Linked DNA regions of Mus musculus: region 1 is linked to region 2. The links are chromatin contacts, called in public Hi-C maps. All regions are on one chromosome and are shown on one strand. The core of a region is the stretch at or near the end of the contact, and the rest is flanking DNA. Distances in the headings are between cores, read along the strand shown. Region 1 has its middle 7.8 kb from the start of Gm23311. Region 2 holds the start of Nlrp1a (NLR family, pyrin domain containing 1A).

Evidence for each region. Hi-C and Micro-C count contacts between places; a contact is called where the count stands out from the background.
Region 1: a Hi-C map of bone marrow-derived macrophages shows a contact between it and region 2, with 4 times the contacts expected there. The contact joins the enhancer-like site here to the promoter of Nlrp1a in region 2. A contact is called at or near these places in 6 of 39 promoter capture datasets (the C10 cell line, the HPC-7 cell line, cranial neural crest and 3 more), 2 of 484 Hi-C or Micro-C datasets (both in bone marrow-derived macrophages), 3 of 115 datasets of contacts at active chromatin or transcription factors (the HPC-7 cell line, heart atrium and neural progenitor cells) and 4 of 9 other capture datasets (adipose tissue, liver, macrophages and 1 more).

The regions. Positions count from the first base shown.
Region 1 is chr11:71,278,331-71,283,204 of GRCm38.p6, forward strand. It overlaps the pseudogene Nlrp1c-ps. Among named protein-coding and RNA genes, the nearest start is that of Gm23311, 7.8 kb to the right of the region's middle. Within about 2 kb of position 1,436, at least 1 of the 459 cell types and tissues checked has an H3K27ac peak or open chromatin away from gene starts, as enhancers often do. A contact at or near this core is called in bone marrow-derived macrophages, where this site is marked.
Region 2 is chr11:71,140,784-71,146,420 of GRCm38.p6, forward strand. It overlaps Nlrp1a (NLR family, pyrin domain containing 1A), which reads right to left and starts at 3,921. Exons shown (of 14, transcript NM_001004142.2): 1 at 3,866-3,921; 2 at 1,433-1,745. The coding sequence starts at 1,583.

The DNA.
Region 1 (4,874 bases), core at 186-2,685, 140 kb after region 2:
ACACAGCCAAGCTCAGCTTCTCCAATTCTTAACGCTGTCTTTTATGAGCAATGGGGTTCTGGTTCATACTAACTTTTTTGTTTTGATAATTGATACATACTCACTTTTCTACAAGTACTTATTGGTCCATCCTAATCATAGAAAATCATTGACACCTTCCTGCATGTGTCTAACATGGTCTGATCACATGCACTCTTTGCCCTACTTCCCCCTTGTCCTCACCTATCCTGTTATCTCACAGTCACTCCACTACTTTCGAGTCATTTGGTTTTCACGGGAGCCTTTTCTTTCCTGTCAAAATGGTGTCAAAGTCCAAAAATCAAGACTCTTCCTGCTTTAACCTCATGAATGATGGAATTGCAGGGTTATGCCAGCAAGTCCAGCTCAGATTATTAGAAGAAAATGTTTTAACCCATTAAAACAGAAGACTTAATTAAAAACTTTACTACCCCTGAGATCACTCCCTTCCCCATTACTCCTTATGCCCGTCCTCATGGCAAGAGTCACTCCCTATGTAATTAGAGAAGGTGGCTGTCTTCTCTCCCAGTTTCTGTGGTCCTTGGACAGAAATTTTATTTCTCCTCTTGTGACGGTAGGTCATTGTATAAAATAAGTACTTAATGAATATTTATGGGGTGAACCATGTAGAGGGAAGGAGACACACACTGATTCTAAGTAAGCTGTGCTACACAGGAGTAGCAAAGACATCTACCTTGCTGCTGGGATTGGCAGAAAGTTAGGGAGGCTTTCAGGTGAGTCCCAGGGCCAGGCTGATTTTATTGACACATACAGATATTATCTGGGCAGAGAAACCATACGGATTCTCATACCTATGCATTCCTAGGCAATGGGGAAAGATTTCAGGGCCAAGGTTACTTTCATGGGGATAGGAGATGGTGCTTACAGGACTGAGCTGTTTCTCAGAGAGAAAGCATGTCAAGAGGGAAGATCAGTAACTGTGGCCATTGGAACCCTGTGAAGGGTGAAGATGATTTGAATCAGAGAAGCTGCATGTTCCTCACCTCGGTTCATGGCACCATCCCATGATCAAGCACACGGAAGAAAGAAGAGAAAGATGCTACAATTCAGCAGTTAAAGGTTACTTAGGACCTGTGCCCTGCTACCCTATAACCAGCTAAGATGCTGCTGGTTCTCAGAACATGTGGGCTCATGGGATTCACAGAGAATCTGGAGAGTAGGCTATGTCAAATACTCACAGAACCATCCCAGGGGCCATTAACTTATATCCCTGCTGCCCTTTTCTGTTCAGCTGTAGACTCCTCACATGACTGCACAACCGAATGAAGAAAGTGACCACCATGAGATCCATGTCTGTCTGTATCACCAGGTTCTTCAAGTTTCTCTGCAACACTGTGTGTGCAATGTTTATTAGTCCATGCATTATTGTTCCTCGAAGATCATGCATCATGAGTGTCAGGAGCTCCATTTCCTGTTTTTCATACAGACAGTGGAGCAAACCCAGACAAGATGGTTGATGGGGTTGCAATTTCTGTAGGATGTGCCGTATCATCAACTTTGACTTCCCAGAAAGCTTGCAGGAAAAGACCTTTTGCATTTCTTTAAATCCCTCTTTACTCAAAAGACCAAATAGAAAGCGCACAGTGGGTGCCTCAAACAGGTTTTGTCTTCCATACCTTTTTACCAGTATTCTCACAGTTCTGTTGATTTTCATATCACCATGTCTTCCCTCACTATCCTCCAAGATGTAAGACATTGCTGCAAAGAACTCCTGGAGACACAAGTGGGCAAAGCTGTAGCTCAGAGAGCTGGCCTGCTTTTTAAGGACACCTATCTTCAGGAAAGTGGCAATGGCATCCTCTTCTAACCCTTGCTTACAAAGGTCGCTTTCACTGAATAGGGTCCTTCTTTTCCAGATGCCTTCAGCAGCCAATGAGCAGAGGGCTCTAAGCTGGGTCCTCCTGTGCTTACCTGGGATTGTCAAGGAAAGGTATTTCAGGCAGAGAGCTGTGGTTGTCTGTGAGGTCAGGGAGATTACTCTACCCTGGTCCATCTGCTTTTTCAGGCAATTGCAGACCAAGCAGCACACCCAGGGAACCTCACATAGGGTCAGGAGCACTGAGTTTGATTTAATCAATCTAAATGCAGCAATTGCTTCTATTTCCTTCTCAAAATATTTGTAGAAATAGTTTTTCCGTTCCAACATAGTGAATCCTAGGACTTCTACCTGCCATGGCTGCTTAAAGTTAGAAATGAATTTCTTTAGTGCTGTGGTCCGAGCTGTGAGCAGGAAGGAAGCCCCAGGAAGGATAGATTTCCCTAGTAAACTGCCCAACAGTGTGTGCACAGGCTGCATTTGACTCCAGTGCAGACATAGCTCAGGATCCTGATCCTTCAAGACCCATGCTGGCTCATCTATGCCATCCAGGATGAAAAGCAGCTCCTCAGGGTGAGACAGAATCTGCCTGATGGGAGCTGTGGGCACTTCCTGGCCTTGTGCTATGAACTCAGCCAGACTCAGCTGCTTGCTTTTGGACAGCTCTGTGCAGCTGAAGAAGAAGACATGCTGGAAGTGATCCCTGTAGAGCTGGCCTTCCTTCCAAGCGTTCCTCACCTGCCTGGCCAGTGTTGACTTCCCAATCCCAGCAGCCCCCACTATTACGACCAATTGAGCCTTTTCCTGCTTATTTAAGTTTTGGCCAAATAAGTCTTGGATCTCAATCATATGTCCTCTTTCTTCTGGTACACATTGATGCCAGCTTTTCCTGGCAAATGTCTTTGAGCCTTGTGGGCACAATTTTTGGGAGAGTAGTAGGTTTGTGAAATTTTGAGACAGATTCTCCCCTTTTGATGGCTGGGTGGAGTAAAGATTCTCCTTTTTTTGCTTCATATACATTTCTGAAAGGATTCCTAAATAAAAGAAAGTTTGAGAAGTGTATATGTTAGTGATGTGTGTTCATTCAAACAATCCTTTCCTCATTCCTTCCCTCCTACCTTCCTCCTTCCTACCTTCCTTTCCTCCTTTTTTTTTTGACCCTTTATTATCTAGATGCATTTAGGAATCTGTCTAAGCTGTATAGCATATAGGCTTTGGACACTGTTATATTCTGAACAGTGTAGTGCAGAAAATGTGAGTTTAGAGAAGATTCTACTTCAAGTAGTCATGGGACTAATAACAATGCTGTCTGAAATTCATTCATGCTTCAGACATTTATCAGTTTCTTACTCTGTGTCAGACCTGCTTTTGAGGCTGAGAGTAAAGGGTGAGTTCACAGACATAATTCTGTCTTCATTCAGCCTATGAGATTATGCAGTAGCTCCACTGAACTCTGCTTTCCCATTTGTAGTTTAGTGGCTGTGGTCTCTCCCTGTAGGAGGCTGTGGAGTAGTGGGGGAGATTGCAGACAGTGGATCAGATGTCTGCTCCTTACAGATCCTACTGGATCCACCATTGCAGTCCTGACAACATCAACTCAATGTCCTGAGATTTTGGGTCTGATGGGAAGGTCTAGGAATGCCATAGAGTCCATGTTTCAGGACATAGACTTGGTCCCTGGTCCCCAGGCCTGGCAATTTTGGCTGTATTTTGTACTGTATTCCAGCTATCTTTGGTAACAACAAGCCTTGTTTGTGGCTACTCTTTGGATATGTTTTGTCTGCTCTGAAACTCAGTTTGAAATCCAGTTGCCAATGTAGGACTAAGGGATACTCAGGAATAAGGGATACTGATCCAGTGTTGGTGTTTGGAGTCATGGGTCCAGGCCCTTTAATAATTAACTGACCAATACTTTTCTCTTAGGAATGGGCAAGCTTTTGTGAGAAGGGGTACCCCCTTTTTACCAGCAGACACCTTTTTGCCTTTATACGCCCTTTTTGAGGTTAGATAGTCATAGTTTTCAGTCTTAGTATTTCAGCCTCCAGAACTATAATTAACATGCATGTTCAAAAAAAAATCACTAAGCATGGTGCCGTAGCTCTATAATTTATCACTCAGAAGACAGAGGCAAGAGAATCAGGAGCTCAGGCCCAACTTTTCTATATGGAAAATTTGAAACCATCCTAGGATACAATCAATCAATCAATCAATCAATCAGTTAATCAATCACTAACTCAATCAACCAACCAAAAAACAAGAATAAAAAAAGTTGCCCACTTATTTAGAAGGGGGAAGAAAATAATCACAGGAGGAAGAGGAAGGGAGGGACCTGGGTGGGAGAGGAAAGGGTCCGGGGAAAGGGGAACAGGATTAGTTATGTGGGGGTTCAGGAGAGAAACCCAGAAGTCCAGGAGAGTGAATGAAAATAAGCAGCCTTGTGGGGTGAGAGGTTGGGGGACCCTTTAGAAAGTACCAGAGACCTGGGAGTTAAGGGACACTCAGGACTCAATGAGAGTGGCCATACCTGAAATGCCCAACCCTGGGAAGAGGGAACTCAAAGAGTCCACCTCCAGTATATAGACAGAACCTCAAGTGTAGGGACTGGGTTACTAACCCACAGTCAAAATTCCTGACCCAGAATTGTGCCTGTCTAAAAGAACTGCAGGGATAAAAATGGAGAAGAGACTGAAGGAAAGGCAGTCCAATGACCAGCCCAATTGGGATCTATCTCATGGTGGGTCATCAAGGCCTAACCCTATTATTGATGCTTTTATGTGCTTATAGACAGGAGCCTGGCAGGGCTATCCTCTGAGAGGCCCCACGAGCAGGTGACTGAGAGAGGGACAGATACTTACACCAAACCATTGAACTGAAGTTGGGTACCCCTATTGTTGAATTGAGGGAAGGAATGAAGAAGCTGAAGGGGAGGGTGACCCCACAGGAAGACCAGCAGTCTCAACTAACCCAGACCCCAGGGAGCTCCCAGAGACTGAGCCACCAACAAGGAGTACACATGGGC
Region 2 (5,637 bases), core at 2,671-5,170:
CCCACAAGCTGTCCTTCCTGCAAGATGTGCTTGTGGGAGTGGCCAATGACTGACTGGTCTAACTTGAGGCACAAGCCCCAAGAGGGAGCCCATGCCTACAGGGCCAGAAACTGGAAGCTTAAAGACCCAGAGAACTAGGGTAGAACCAAACATGACTGAACAACAATGAAATGCCAACGAAATGATTCCTAACGATATGCTGCTGTACTCAAGAGACTGGTGCCTAGCTCCATCACCATCAGAGTCTTCCTCCTGAAGCTGATGGGAGAAGATGCAGAGTCCCACAGGCAAAACATAAGGGTAGACACAGGCTAATTAACCTTTTCTTCTGCATCTAGACTTGTTAGATTTCAATTAATTTCTCCTTTCAGATCTGAAAATGTCTCCAAGACTCATGGTCTGAGCTCAGTAGTTTTGAGGAGCTGTATATGGTAGGGGATTGTCTGTTAAGGCCTTGCCTTTCTCTCTCTCTCTCTCTCTCTCTCTCTCTCTCTCTCTCTCTCTCTCCCCCTCTCCCCCTCTCCCTCTCCCTCTCCCCCCTCTCTCTTTCTCTCATTTGCTCACTCTTTCTTACCTTTGTGGGTCTGAATAACGAGAAAGAATGTCCTATCAGAAGGAGACAGTGGTTGTGTGTTGGTCAGAGAGGCAGGGGTAGGAGGTGGGGAGAACTGCTGGGGTCCTTCATGCTTGGCCTCATACCCTTCTCGATGATCACATGGGGGACAATGAGGCATTCACAGGTGCTGCTGGGAAACCCTCCTCTGGGACTACAAAGTTCACACAACTCCTGGATCTACCCTGGTCCTCTGTGTAAGTCTCTATTCCTTTCTGAGCCTCAGCTCCCCCATGTGTGGCTCTGAGCTTCTGTCCCACAGGGTTGTACACTATCATAACAGCAGAAATAGCATGGGCTTGTACTTAGAATTATTGAGCATTTATTGAATATCAGACTGTTTAACATTTGACATGGATTATCTCTCAACTGCTACAGCCTAAGGAGACAGCTGTTCGCCTTCTCATTTCCCAGATGGATACAATTAGGAAGGCTGGAGCCTTGCCTCTGCCTAGCTCCAAAGTCTGGGCATGTAGCAATGGTGTCATTAATTGTTCTTCTCAAGAGCTGGCTTGAACCCTATGCCAACCTTCTCAAAGACTTCTGCATGCCTGACTACAAATACCCCACTACAGCTTCAGGGTGCTTCTTCCAGGGGCATTTGAGCATCAAATGGGGACCTGAGCATGCACTTTTGTAGATCAGAGTGTTCTGTAGAGTTCAGTTAGGGGCTTCTGAAAGCCTTCCTGTTCCAGCCTCTGCTGGGGCCTGTGAACTCTTTTGTCAGGATGATAGCCTGCCCATGGAAACCTTGGCAGAAGGGCTCAGTGGTGATGAAGGGGCCACAGAGTGATCAATTGGGGCTCTTTGTGTACTTACTTAGCTTCAAGTTCCTCTCTAGCTGCACTCTGTGCTTCATTAGCTCCACCTCCATAAGTTTCTTTGTTTTGAAGGTTGGGTCCACATCCTCTTGACCTTCATGCTGAGCCACTTTTGTGCTACTTTCCTGCTTGGACTGAGATTCTTCCATGATGATAGAGCCCTTGAATACTGCTTCTCTGAGCAGTTTGTGCTCTTATTGCTTCAAGACGCTCTTCTGTTGTTGCAAGCAGGAGACCAGTGGCTTCTTGTCTCTGCCAGGTAGTTCTGCTCTGTGAATGGGTGTTTGATCAGAAGTGATAGAGGAGACCTGCTGATAAAAGAAAGCAGACAAACCTCTACAGGGTCACATCACCTTTGATCAGAACAATTGAGACACAAGTCCCTCCTGGGGAGTGGGTACTTTGTGCCCAGGTGCAGGGGCTTGGGCTTCATAGGGCAGAAGAGAGAACACTGAGACAGGAGTATGTAACAGTGGACATGCTCTTTAAAATTTCATAGCTGAATGATGCCAGTGGATGTTCTAGCTGTTGTGTTGGCTCTCCTGAAGGCAGGTGTGCTGAACCTTATATTGAGTTGGGGTTTCTTAGCTGTCTGAGTTTCTTCTTTTAGGTCATTAAGGTTATTTATCTCACCCCAAAAACAGATGAAAGGAATGGGTGGTGTGTTCACTTACTGATTGGTCCCTGTGGGAGGGGGATGATGGAGGTGGAGTTCCATCCTGTTCCTAGTGGTTTAGGGGTGTGTATGTTGCAGGTGGACTTCATGTGCTGCAAAGAGATTTTGAACTTGATCTGCTCTGCTGGATCAGTCATGTGATTGCTGCCATTTACTTCTGGAGAAGCTTTTGAAACAGGTATAGACAGGAGGCTGTGAACTGTACAATGAGATGGAGCAGAGGGAACCTAGTAGGTCCCTAGCTAGGGCAGCCATTGTCCTAATGTAGACCTAGTGATGTCAGTGATTTGATCTAGGAGGACCTTATGTATAACTTCTAAAGGACGGGGCAAAAATGACATATGAGGATAAGAAGAAATGGAGAGATCAAGGGAAGGAGCAGAGTCAAAGGGAACCCAAAGTGCACCTGTAGGAGACAATATTCAGTAGATTTTTTTTTTTTTTTGGTCTGGTGCTTCATCAAATCTTTGGGTGCTGTTCTTCCTTGGGTTTGCTGGGTTTGTTGGTGCACAGCAGTACTGTTCCTAAAGTAAGGCACTAGTCCCTATAGTAGCAGTATGCAGGAGATCTAGGTCTTTTAACTTTGGAGAACCACAGCAGGGAAGACTGCCTCAGCCTAGGCAGAGAAATTGATGGAAAGGGAGGTGTATGAAGGTAGACTTGTAGACAATGAGAGTAGGGAAATGTAGAGGTAAGAAGATGGAGGGTTGCAGGGTCAGAGCATGATGGTTGGGAGGATTAGAGGATACAAATCAAGGGATGAGGTTGGGGTCTGGAAAAGGGGGTGTTGGGGTACCAAGGATGGGAGGATGTGTGGGCAGGAACACAGGGATGGAGGATGCATGATGGATTATGTAGGACACTCACTATCCCATGTCCTCATCTTCCTTTTCTAAAGTTCCACTCTAAGGAGATCACTATTTCAGCCATTACTGTGACCCAGGGTAAGGTGGGAAGATACAGGACAGAGCGGAGTAAAGGCTCAGTCTAAGTTAAGGCTAGCCTCTTCGAAGGAATCTTTAGAAGTCCTCTGTCCCTGGGCACCACAAAGGAGGAACAAGACTGAGTCAACTAATAATTTGATTGAAGGCACATTACCCAGAGAAAGCCAAAGGGCCACCTGTATGCAGGGGACAGTCCGACACAAGATTTCTTAGAGGCCCTGATGTAAAGATAAAAGGAAAATTAGTTCAGTGTCCTTGTCCAGGAGTGGACTTGGCAAGGCAGGTCTGACACTGAAGCCTGTGCCTCAGAGGAGTCAAGATTATAATATAGGGGGACCCACTCTGACCCCTGTGCTGTGGTTATGGTCCTAAGGCAACTATGTTTTCTTCACTAACTTTGTCTAACTTAGTTCTCTGGGGACGTTGGCTCTCCCACACCACCCCATGTAAATAGCATAGATTCTCTCTCTCTCTCTCTCTCTCTCTCTCTCTCTCTCTCTCTCTCTCTCTCTCTCTCTCTCTCTTCCCTGGTCCTCCCTCTCAATGCCTCATCATTCAGGAGAGTTATTCCTGCAGATTCAGGGTAGAGAGGAGGATGCAGGATAGGCTATAACAGGAGCAGGCACTTGAACCAGACAGGTAACCTAGTCTATCACCCATCAGAGCTGGCTTGCAGACTCTCCAAGCAGAGGCTGGGGCCCTGGGCCCTGGTTTTCAGGCCGAGATCCCCATGTCTGTTTTTGTGTAGTGAGGCCAGCCCTTATCCTCCCAGGTCTAAGTGGTTTGGTGGAATCTGGGTCCCACTACTCACCCTGCTCCTCTATGGGGCCCACTGGAGTGTGTGTCTTTGAACAAGGCTCCTCAGCTAAGAAACTGGTCTCCAAAAGTGAAAGAGACTCTGGCCCATTTTCAGGAAGGCAGGCATCAGAGAACGGCAGATGTACTTCCTCTGAACACTGGGAATGGAGGTTGAACATTACTCAGCTTGTTTCCTGTTAAGTCTCTGCAGATGCCTGGGCTGGAGGAGTCAGGGTGAGAGCTTCTTCCGGGTTTGCAGAAAGCCCTGCTTGCCTGACCACAGGACTCATGTCTGAGCTCAGTTCCCTCTTCCATTAGTGTGGGACCTGAAGTTTGCCAACAGGTCCCAGGTCAGCAGTAGCTTCTGGTTCCCCCCAGTTTTGGGCTCTTGATCTCTGTGCTTCCTCGCCTTCCCTATAGCCTGCCCAGCCACAGTCTGCTCATTTCAGTAAATTCCTCTTAGACCACAAACACTGTGTATGTATGTATGTATGTTACACACACACACACACACACACACACACACACATTTGACTCCTGAAGTCTCCTAAATGTCACATTCGGTTTTTGAATCTCACAAACATCATCTTGTTTTTCTGTAGGTGTGTGGTGTGTGTGTGCATGTTCATATGCAAGTGGACTCATGTGTCTGACTTGAAAGCTTATGGGTGTGGCTAGTCCAGCTAGGCAGCTAACCCAGAACATTTCCTGTTTAGTGTTTCTGAAATGTGGGATTACAAGCCTGTAACCATGCCCAGCAGGCACCTGTGAAGACTCTGGGGATCAGAGCACCTGTCCTCAAGCTTGCTTTTTTTTTTTTTTAAAGATATTTTCTTTATTTACATTTCAAATGTTATCCCCTTTCCTAGTTAACTCTCCGAAAATCCCCTACCCCCACCCTCCCCTTGCTCCCCAACCCACCCACTCCTGTTTCTTGGCCCTGGCATTCCCCTATACTGGGCATAGAACCTTCACAAGACCAAGGGCCTCTCCTCCCATTGATGATCCACTAGGCCACCCTCTGCTACATATGCAGCTAGAGCCATGAGTCTCATCCATGTGCTTTCTTTGAATGGTGGTTTAGTTCCAGGGAACTCTAGGGGTATTGGTTAGTTCATATTGTTGTTCTTCCTATAGGGCTGCAAACTCCTTCTGCTCCTTGGGTACTTTCTCTATCTCCTACATTGGGGACCCTGTGGTCTGTCCAGTGGATGACTGTGAGCATTCACTTCTGTATTTGCAAAGCACTGGCAGAGCGTCACAAAATCTTGTTGGCATCTGCCTAGTGTCTGGGTTTGGTGGTTGTTTATGGGATGAATCCCCAAGTGGGGACGTCTCTGGATGGTCATGCCTTCAGGCTCTGCTCCAAACTTTGTCTCTGTAACTCCTTTCATGGGTATTTTGTTCCCCATTCTAAGAAGGAATGAAGTATCCGCACTTTGGTCTTTCTTCTTCTTGAGTTTCATGTGTTTTGCAAATTGTATCTTGGATATTCTAAGTTTCTGGACTAATATCCACTTATCAGTGAATGTATATCATGTGTGCTCTTTTGTGATTGGGTTACCTCACTCAGGATAATATCCTCCAGATCCCTCCATTTGCCTAAGAATTTCATAAATTCATTGTTTTAAATAGCTGAGTAGTACTCCATTGTGTAGATGTACCACATTTTCTGTATCCATTCCTCTGTGGAGGGACTTCTGGGTTCTTTCCAGCTTCTGGTTATAAATAAGGCTGCTATGAACATAGAGGAACATGTGTCCTTATTACCAGTTGGAACATCTT